Regions from separate parts of the Mus musculus genome. Here region 2 is linked to region 1. A link is a contact called in public HiChIP or PLAC-seq data. All regions are on one chromosome and are shown on one strand. Each heading gives the region's core, a stretch centred on a gene start, on an enhancer-like site or on the middle of the called end of the contact. The rest is flanking DNA. Distances are from core to core; before and after follow the strand shown.

Region 1 (5,416 bases), core at 1,144-3,643:
TGTTGGGGCATATAAAGTTTGCAAGTCCAATGTCAAGACCTCTTTTGAGTAGTCATTTTATTCTTATATTATTACAGATCAGCAGGCTTCCAAGGACAAGTCATTGTCCTGACTCCCTTCCTAGAAGTACCTGCAATGTCTACGAGGGACTCTCTCACAGGCCCATCGCCAGGCTTTGTGCAGCAAAGCATCTGTATCCTTGAGCAAGGACTTGCTATAGGTGAAGATGCCAAAGAATCAACCTTCCCTTGAGAGCCCTGTTCTTACAGAGACCTGGGTGCACCAGGACCAGTTTTGCTATCTCTTAAAAAAATCTTAAAGGAATCTCAGAGGCAGACAAAGTAGAGTGACTCTGTATCCTACCCCAGAGCATTTGTTGATGTGTGGTCATTGCCACAGCACTGGAGATGGAACCAGCCAAACTGTCCATCAACAGATGAATGAATGGCTTAGTAAGCTTAGTAAGCTCTTCATCACTGTATTAAAAGACGGCTTGAAACCAATGTGGAGAGGAAAAGGCTTGCTTTGCCTTAGGCTTCACGGTCCATCACTGAGGGGAGCCAAAGCAGAACGTCACAACAGGAGCCAGGAGGAACAAAAGCAGAGACCACAGAGGTGCACTGTGTATTGCTTCCTCCCCACGGCATGTTCAGCTTGGTTTCTTATACAACTCAGGCCCACTTGCCTAGAGACAGCACCGCTCACAGTAGGCTGAGCGTGCCCAGCTCAATAATCAATAACATGCCCCACAGACATGCCACGGGCCAGTCTGATGTCGGTAATTCCTAGATTGAGAATCTCTCATCTCAGACAACTCTAGTTTGTGTCTAGCCAGCACAAATGGATAAAGAAAATGGGTTTTTCTATGAACTGCTGGAGTGTGTGAAGGGGCTGGTCCTACAGATCCAAAGCTGCAGGATCTCCATGACACAGGGCAACAGCAGGGTATCCAATAGGAATCTCAGTGAGGATCCTGTATTGATGGTGTAGCAGAAACAGAGGTCTTGAACCAGACCAGTGACTCATTGCAATGAATATTTGCAAGTAAAGAAGTGTGGACAAACAGATATGGTGTGGGACACACTGTTGTCACACACTACAGATTCCACAAGGAGGATATTTTTTCTTTTGGTGGGGAGGTAGCAAGGGCAAAGAGCGCATAGGAAGAGACAAGGAGGTGAGTGGGGTTGGGGTGAAGGATGTGAAATTCACAAAGAATCAATAAAAAGTTTTTCAAAAGAAAATGTGTTCTCTATGTACACAATGAAATGATACTCAGCCATAAATAACAAAAGCATAAAATATGTGGGAGATATATATATATATATATCTCCCACATATATATATATATATATGGAAAATATTAAGTGAGCTAACACAGACTCAGCAAAACAACAACAATAATAAAAAATGTTCTCTCTCAAATGTAAATCCTCCTGTCACATTTTCAGATTTGTGTGTTTAATTTGGAGTGTATATGGTGGCAAGAAAACTAGAAAAAGAAGATTAAATGAGGTTCTTAAGGGAGGGAAGATAGCACATGTGATATCACTATAGGGAGAGAGGTCTCTGGAGGTGGGAAGATTTAAACAGGCATAGGGAAAGGAGAGGGATTGGGAGAGTTAGCCAAAGCTTCAGATGTCTGAAACCCATATGGAGAGCTAATTAAAAGCATAATTTAACAAAAGGAAGCTTGAAGTTAAGCACCCTGCACAGGTGGATAATTCTCCTCCCAAAAGCCACAGATTGTTGAACAAGAATCCCAGTGGTAGGCATGGGGCCCCTCCCTCTGAATTGTTGGTCAGTAAGACCCCAGAGGTCTCTAAATTAATATAGGCTTCTGACATTGCTTCTGGCTGCCCATCAGGACTAGTTGATAATAAGGCCATATTTCTGAAGACTCAACACATCATACCATAGGGGAAGAACAACGAGGTGGAAAGGGCAAAGGATGGCACTTTACTACCCAAGTCTGTACTCTACTGGATTCAGTCTCAGGCAGGGCTGCTTGTCCCCACCAGCAACAGCCTGAGCAAATCCCAAGAGCTAAAGCCATTTTTCTAGCTCTGTTGGTGCATGCAAAGAAGACAAGACAGGCTTCCCTTCCAAAAGCATGACCCTTCTCTGCACTTTGAAAACCCCACTGGGAATTCTAACCACAGAAAAATCCTGCCGTTGTGAATTCTGTCATCTGTGACATACCTCATTCTCTGTCTATTTTTATTCTCTCTAAGCAAATAGGGTTTTTTTTTTCTCACTTGAAAGTTATTATACCACTGCCAGCTGCTGGGATTACACAAATAAATTGATAATAGCAAAGCAATATGCTGCCCCGTGTTCAAACATCACCGCACAACAACAAAGCAGCCTGCAGTGCCAGCTCCCATTCACAGCCTGCAAACAGAAGCAGCACAAATGAGGGCCACCCACTCTCCCAGCCTCAGAGGGACAGAGTGGCAAGCAGCATGGTCCCAGGATGGAGTTTTACTCTTCCATTGCCAATGTACTCTTACGTCCAGGGAGAATGTGCAAAGTCATGCTCATCCGCCAAGTAACTCAGTGTGATGCAGACACTCCTCTTCCTTTGAGTGGGGTCAGCACCCTGATGCATAGTAATCAAGCATCTAGTTATAAATAAGCTTGCCATACTGAACAACAGGATAAACAATTAATATTAAGAATGTTTGTGTGTGTTTTATATACATAGGCAAAGATGCCTTACAACTTACTAAGCTGTGATATACCCCCTCAGAACAGGGATCACATCTTCTCTGCCTGCCACTAATTCCAGCATCTGGCACAATGGGCCATCAATAAACAGTAAATACATACAAACAAACATATGTACATACATACATGCATACAATGTACATACATAATACAGGTAAAGGAATTTAGGGAGGAAATCTGCATTTTTTTTTGCTTCTGTGCATTTTAGTTTTTTAATGCAATCCTAGAGTAAGCAAGATAGCTGTGAACACTTCAGCTCCTAAGTAATGGAGGAGAGCTGGAGAAAATGGCCAGACTCTGGAAGGCTACGATGCTCTCCCACGAAGCTAATGTTCCATGAACTTTACTGCAGCTGAAGGAGTCTGCTCAGTGTGGCAAATATCTGTGGGGTTTGCCTACCTAGCAACCATGTGCTCTTCTTAGGTAGCTTCCTTTGAAGAACGTCCCCCCCTATTCTCACCACAGGCAATTTGGGCTTTTCACATTTTGACATTTTGGTGTAGGTGTGGGTCCCAACTAGGCCAGGCAGAGTTTTCTTAGCCCAGAGATGAATCTTAATCACAACAAACCTAGAAAAAAAAAATCATGGTGGAGGTTGTCCCTTCTGTGTGCTTCCAAACAGCTTATCTATTAGTGAGGCAGCCGCCTAGATTGTTCATCGACATACTGAGACGTTGCTAGAACACAGTAAGGGATTCACACCAGTGAAGGCTCTTCCCATAGAGTCACTGCTCTGCTCACTCAGCAATGGTTCTTGACCTAACTCCTTCACAGAAGTCCAGGGCAGTACAAAGTAGAGAATTTCAAGCCAGGAATTCTGGGTCGTAAATCTGCCCAGGAGTAGTAAATCACTTCCCCTCTTAGCCCCTCCGTCTCTTTCTCCCTAGCACGAAGGAACTAGGACCAATGCCCACAAAGGGGCCTTGTGTGTTAGCTCAGCAGAAATTGACCCCCTGAATCTCGGGCATCGGCAAAACAAAGCTCACATTGTGGGGCCACTAAAGCTTTGAGTTTAAAGCAGTTAATCCCTTGGCTGATGACTGGAACAAAGAGGATTAACCTCAGCTAAGACAGTCACCATCCAAATATAGAGCGACCCCAAGAACACATGAGACACAGAATACACCCCGCCTTCTCTCAAACTGGCTTCTCATCTTATGTTCTTTCTCTCTTGGCTGTTAGTAAACTCATAGTTTAATCAGCTCCTAAAAGCTAAGGGGTGAGATTGTCAGGATCTTCTCCTTGTCCCTCCACTGCCTTCCTAAATTCTCCAACCCAGAGTTCATTGATCCTCCTTTGAAACACACACACTCAAGGTTCTCCATGTCTAGCACTAAATAAATAAAGCATACATGCACCATGTGCCAGCAACCACGTCAGACATCTGACCTAAGAAAGCAGCCAAGATGGCAGTCTCAACTCTGAAACCAATGGGAATGCTCCTGTTGTAAGCTGTGTGCATCACTCGGTACTCCATACCATCATCTCCTTCAGGGTTCTCCCACAAGCCCAGGAAGCAGATCTTACAGTGGCCAGTCCACAAGTGGGAAAACTGAGACTGAGCAGTTAAAGGTTGGGCATGAGGTTATGTAGCCAGTAAGTATCATGGAAAGGCTCTTGATTTCAAAATGATAGAAAATTCTAGAACATTCCCAACATTTTGTAGGAGAAACAGTGAGAGAAAGAAAAGGGGGTGCTGGATTTTGGTCTCTTGAGAGGGTATATGTACTCTCAGAATATCTAGAAAGACCCTGGAACTGGAGTTTCAGACAGTTGTGAGCTGCCATGTGGGTGCTGGGAACTGAACCTAGATACACTGGAACAGAAAACAGTGTTCTTAACTGCTGGGCCATATTCCCAGGCCTTAATTATGTCCTTATTTAAATTTAAAGCATTTCTAAAGAGCAGGAAGCCTGAGTGATCTCAGCTGTAACTTTTTTTTTAATCTCTGTGTGAAGAAGAAACATAGTAGGACTTTTCTGCCATGTATGGCCATAAGCTTGCAAAAAACTTGTTTATGAAGCTCCAGACTCTGTGCTGGTGGCAATCATACTAGTCATGACAAAGGTGTCAGTGGGTGATGTCAACTGTTTAACTTGACTCAGCCCTTTCCAGGGCCAATCAGTGGTCCAGCCATTCTCATGTCCATTCTCAATCCAACAAAAGAACTATAAGGTGGCCACGCCCACCTGAAGTGATGCTGGAAGATGCAGTCTGCATAGTCAGGATATGGAAGGAAAGGTTTCTGATGACCAATTTGCCAGTATTTGTCACAGGCTCCAGAAGCAAATAGTCAATATGGTTAGTTCTGAGTAGAGAAATGAATGCAGTGTGCTTAGCTGTACAATGGGAGTTATGGATGGCCTTTCCTCTTCCTGGTTTCCTGGATGCCTATAATGTGGTTTCAGTATAATTAAACTGTCTGAGAGAAAGAGAGCAAGCTCAAGCCCCCAATTGGTAAGGATTCAGACAGCATGGGGAGAACCACACAATCCAGGTGGTTGGGAAATAAACCCACCCGGTGCTAGTCCTTGCCTCTCTAGAATACAGAACAGTCAGGCCCCACTATAAACTTATGAATCAGCACGTCCTTTTTAAAGGTCAGTGTTCTGGGAGGCACTGATGAAGCTCGCCCCTCTCCCACACTGCTCCAAACAGAGCACCTGGGTATTTCCATATCACCCAT
Region 2 (5,416 bases), core at 2,073-4,572, 410 kb after region 1:
GTACTCTCTTTCCCCTGACTAAGCCTTTCAGGCACTCGTTGTGAAAGCTAATAGAAATACAGCCAATAAGTTTTACTAACTGTGTTGGCTTTCCGTGTGGTAACAAATTACCTGCTATAGTCGTCTCTTTAAGAAGGAATCGATTTCAGAGGTTTCAGCCTATGTTCACCTAGTATTGTTGCTTTGGGGCTGTGGTAGTAAAGTGCCCCATGGCAGAGCACCTACTGGAGGGGAAGCAGAGAGAGGGGCTGGGGCTTCATAACCCCCTTCAAGGGCACACACCCCATAAGTTCTCTCCAGGAGGCTCCCCGCCAAGTGTAGGGAGCAAGCACAAGGACCTTTGAGAGTGAGTGCATTTACTATCCTAGCTGTGATGCCAGGTTTTGTAAATAAAGTATCTTTTACCACAAAACTCTTACACCAAATCTGCTTTTTCACCATTTTTCCTACCAAGTATAGGATGAAAATACAGTCTACTAAATCATTTCTAGCCTAATTGTGTGTTTTATTGGATCCATTCTAGTTTGAGAAAAAAATATATATATATGAATGAATATGAAGCCAGGAGGAGGGGATGCATACTGTATTCCACATACTGGCAGTAGCAGAACCTGCATGTTTCCTTTGGCTTCCTTCGTCTATAGTTGCTATCAACACAAGAAAATTCCCTTGGGAAAACCGAACCATGTATTATTGAATGGCTTCTTTGCTTAGTGGCCTGTAATTCTCAGTTAACCTTGAAAATGTCATGGTTAGGTTTGGATGAATTCAAAATGTTTCTGTTATTTTTTTTTTATTTTGCTTTTAAACTGGAACCTTATCCAAACATACACACACATAATTATAAGGCCAACAAGTCAGTAGAGACTACCTCTGACCACCTCTCCCAATGAATGGTAGATTCAACAGTGAGATTGCTGAGGGGGCAGGTAATACAGACAGAAAAAAAAGATAATGTGGAATCAGACTTAGAAACTGGAACGTCATCTTTAAAACAGAATCTCACCCAACTTCCGTACTCTATAGACTGTGTTTCAAGTAGCAAGTCTAGATAATGGTCTGGCAGAGCTACGTGAGGTCTGGCTTCCCACACATGTTGCCTGTCATCGTGTGCTTATTTTTCAGCAAAATCCACTACTAAGTAGTTCTTTTTCATTTGTCTTTAATATTTTTTCACTTCAAATGACTACCATTAGGTAAGAGGCAGGTGATGAGATGGGACAGGAAAATAGGCTACCTGTGTTCGAGTCAGGTCTGTCATCACCGTTAAAGAACCAGTTGACTTCTTGCCTCCATTCCTCTCTGTCGACAAAATGACAACACTCTTTTGCAATTGACATGGTTCCTCTTTCTGACTTGGCTTCAAGATTTGATCTTTGGGGGCTAAACTGTCTCCAGCAATAGAAACTCCAAAAATTGCAAATTCATAACTCTGCAGATTGCAGTACGGTTCCCTTTACTGTGTGTTTTCAAGTACCCCTGTGGCCAGGCATGTTAACCTGCCGTCTTTCCTGTGAGTGGAGGTTAGCTTACTGTTAAATAAGACTGTTATACAGCTGCTACAGAACACTGTGACCTTGTCAGTATAAGCAGAGGTAATGAGAGAGAATTAGTTGTGTGTCCACCCAATTATACAGATAAGTGAGTATCAGTCAACTCTTTTTCCTAACTATTGAATGATGTTTCCTATATTGTTTAAAAAAAAAAGTGATACCATAGATATTAACACTATTTTTTCTATAAAAATAATGAACTTTCACTTCTCTTACCCTGTTTAGGAGTTGGTTGTTTTCTCTTTTTCTTCAGTGCTGGAGATTGTAGGGCCTTGCACATATTGGGCCAGTAATGTAACCACTCAAGTGCTAAGATTATTAATTTTTAAATATGTGTTAATGAGACCATATAGTTATTCAGCTGCTAACCAATACATATGAGTTGTATCTGAATATAGTTAGGAAAGTCTCTCTGAGTAAACATAGTGTGTGTGTCTATGAGAAGACAATTATAAACTTGAGTTTGTTATCCCACATGTTAAGCTGTGACTGCCAACACTCTTTGGACTCTCTGAGTAGCCAAAGTTAGCTATTAGGCAGCAAATGTTTCACACTCCTAGACAATATGTGTTGCCCAATAGTGCCAAGTTTTTCTGTGTATAGTTTTTATTATATAAGGAATTTAGTTATCAGTCCTGCATACATAACCTTTGAGTCAGCTGTAACATGCAGACGTTGCAGATGTATAGACGGAATGCTTTTCAGAAGCTTAGGAGCCCTAAACAGGAAGCGTAAGAGGAAGATGGGCAGTTTCTCTTTTGTCGTATTGTCTTTGAGCAGTAGTTCTGTTTCCTGCTGAGTAAATTGTGTGTATTATACATGTATTAAGGTCCTTGGATACATACACACTGTTGCCTTCACGAAGAGAGTGGTCTTCACGCCACTGATTGTCTTTTTCTATTAAGCTCTCGTTTTTACAAGGACAGCTTCAAGACACAAGACACATTTTAAACCAGTTCCTAGTATGACTCAAAAGTTCTCTGACTAAAAAGGACTTTCTCGCCAGCTGATACCTTAGTTAACGTTATAGTGAGCCATTCAGACCCAATTCCGAGTTTCTGTGCCTTGTATATGAAAGAATTTCCCAAGATGCCTAATCACATTTGGTTTTCATGCTCACAGAATACCCTACCTTCTAAAAGGATAGGATTAAGAAAGTGAAAACCAAGTTTCTTGCATAGCACCCTAGTATTATTGTGCCCAGTCTCATCATTTTTAAATGTCATTGGATTCTTATTCCACAGTACAGTTAAAGCATGTTAGCAATAGTTAAATATAGACATATTAAATTTAAGAATAATAACCAATTACCATTTTACCATTGTCAACTTTTCTAAAATATCTTCTTATAAAACATTGCTAGCTGGCCGTGGTGGTGGCACACCTTTAATCCCAGCACTCAGGAGGCAGAGGCAGGCGGATTTCTGAGTTCGAGGCCAGCCTGGTCTACAAAGTGAGTTCCAGGACAGCCAGAGCTATACAGAGAAACCCTGTCTCAAAAAACCAAACAAACAAACAAAAAAACCAACATTGCTTTTTTATGCAGTTAGGAATATGTTTTTTAGGAGATGTGCTTTTTAACTTACAGTATTAGTGTGGCCTTGATCCTTGCCATATTTCCCATACTACAATGCAAATGCTGTCCGCACATGTATTTGAGAGTTACTTCAGTTTTCTTTCATTTCCTGTGTTCTTCAGGGTAGAGTGGTTAGCTTTACCAGCAGCATTCAAATAGTTAAGACTGTCTCAAGGAAGCAGGCAGCCTCAACCCTCCCCTTATGCACTTTCTCAACCACTCTCTGGCTTCCTCTTACCGTTTTGCTAATGGTAGCTGTGAGCTGTCTGCCTGCCGGCATGAGCATCTTCTGTGAGAGGACATTTCCTGGCATGGGGGTCAAATCATGTCAGTAAAATGGGGTCGGCTTCCCGAAGTTCCTCTCATAACCGTGAGATTCACGGGACTAAAACATGGGCAGGTAAGAGCCTGACTTCTTCAAAGCACTGAGTTACAGCAGGGGGAGGCCATGTGTAGTTTGTTGTTTTGTTTTTGTTCTTGGAGGAACTCATCTGGATTACTGTAAAGGATGAGAACATGGATTATTCAGATCTGAGGAACATTACAGTTCGCCAGAGGCTCACCTAGCTGGCCTAGAAAGTTGTGCTGTTTGCTTTTTTTTTTTAACCATTGGTGTATGCTTTTAACGGTCAAGCCAAAAAAAAAAAAAAATAGTTTTAACTTAACAATTTACTCAGAGAAATTTGCAGCAAAAAACTCGCTAAAAGGGCTGTGCTCAAGGTGTGGTGATTCAGAATCAGGTTCTATGCATTTTAGCAGTTACTAATTTCTGTTCAGAAGAGTTTCCTGTTTTGTAAGGTGGTTTTCCCCTGTCCTTTCTGTTTGGTGTTTTTTGTTGTGGTTTTTGTTTTTTGTTTTTTGGGGTTTTTTTAAGTTTTAACATGCATCGGTTTGGCTTTTGAGGGGGGGGGTGCTCCATGTATTCTGTTAAGGGAGAGTTTCACATGAATCATAGATTTTACAAACAGCCCATTTCATAATATTGGGTGGGTTCTGAACTTTAGAAAATCAGACAGTTTGAGTTCCTATTTGTTACTGATGATTGCTCTGTGACCCTTTGCAACTCAAGGGAGATTGCCAGCCCTTTACAGTAAGTGTGGTGGATGAGAGCTGAGCTTTAGTGATCCCAGACTGCATCAACTGCAGCTTCAACAGTTCCTGCTCTGGGCGCCAAAAAAAAAAAAAAGTATTAGTCATCTTTAAGCCTCAGTCTCTTTAAATATAAAATGGAGATAATTAGAACAGTGCCCTGTCTTAAGAAAATACATGTGAGTTACTCATTCCCAGAGCCTGACACATAGTAGCCATTCATTATCTTAAGTGTCATGCATTGTCCTCTCTGTAGTAGAGCGGGGAGCATGATGCCCTCTTGCCAACTGAGTCTATGTCCATAACCTCTACAGGTAGCACGGATGAGTCACAGAGTTAGACACTGTCATGGTCACTCACTCTGAGAAGCTCACTTCCTGGGTTTTTTTTTTTTTTTTTCGATTATAGTCCTAGTATATAACTGTAGGTAAAATTCACCTCTATGAATTGTAGCACTTCATGGTCTAGTTAATTTGTAAGGGAATTATTCCCTTAATCTTGGGGATTCCCTACCCTGGGTGCCCAGTCTTCTGAGAGGAAATGGGTGCTGTAGTAATCAGCTTGAGGAGACAAAGAAGGAGGTCTGGGCAAGTTTCCTGGCAGGGCCTCTTGTCTTTCTGTACTTCTCTTCTTCCATGCTTTGCACCAGCACCCTTGAAACTGCTCCTGGCCTATTGTCTCCTGCCACAAGTCAAAATGTCCTTCCTTCACTACAAAAGAGTGTGGTTTTGTGTTGTTTTGGGAGAGTTAATACACTGGTGACACTCATTTTCAGTGAGGTATTTATTATATGTATTAAATGTTACTTAGAGCAAAACTATAAGTGGACACCTGTCCCATTTGCAAATGAAATGACTAGGGCTCAGAGAAATAACTTCCTCTCAGCCCCACCATAAGTAGAACTTAGAACTGCCTTTATTCCTAACCTCTGTGCAGTCCTCTACCTTCTTCTCACTGGCCTGTCTGTCACCATTTGAACACTGAACCAAAATTAATATCTGGTAACCTACTGAGTTCTAATTAGTAAAAAAACAGTATATGCGGGGTTATTTAATAGTTCTGATTAGAGAAAGGAAGAAAATGTCATCGTTCCTCAGGGACATAAATGTATTTTGTAAAACTTAAAGAAGAACCTCTCAGAACTTTTTAAACTGCATGACATTGTTTTTCTCCTTCAAGCTGATCCAGAATTGCTATC

Evidence for each region. HiChIP or PLAC-seq counts read pairs in DNA pulled down with a chosen protein or histone mark.
Region 2: a contact with region 1 is called in an H3K27ac HiChIP or PLAC-seq map of large pre-B cells, with 2.8 times the contacts expected there. The contact joins two enhancer-like sites.

Annotation. Positions count from the first base shown.
Region 1 is chr7:75,293,273-75,298,688 of GRCm38.p6, forward strand. The region is part of intron 1 of Sv2b (synaptic vesicle glycoprotein 2 b); the gene reads right to left. Among named protein-coding and RNA genes, the nearest start is that of 1500012K07Rik, 13 kb to the right of the region's middle. Within about 2 kb of position 2,394, at least 41 of the 459 cell types and tissues checked have an H3K27ac peak or open chromatin away from gene starts, as enhancers often do.
Region 2 is chr7:75,698,624-75,704,039 of GRCm38.p6, forward strand. The region is part of intron 16 of Akap13 (A kinase (PRKA) anchor protein 13); the gene reads left to right. Among named protein-coding and RNA genes, the nearest start is that of AU020206, 81 kb to the right of the region's middle. Within about 2 kb of position 3,323, at least 123 of the 459 cell types and tissues checked have an H3K27ac peak or open chromatin away from gene starts, as enhancers often do.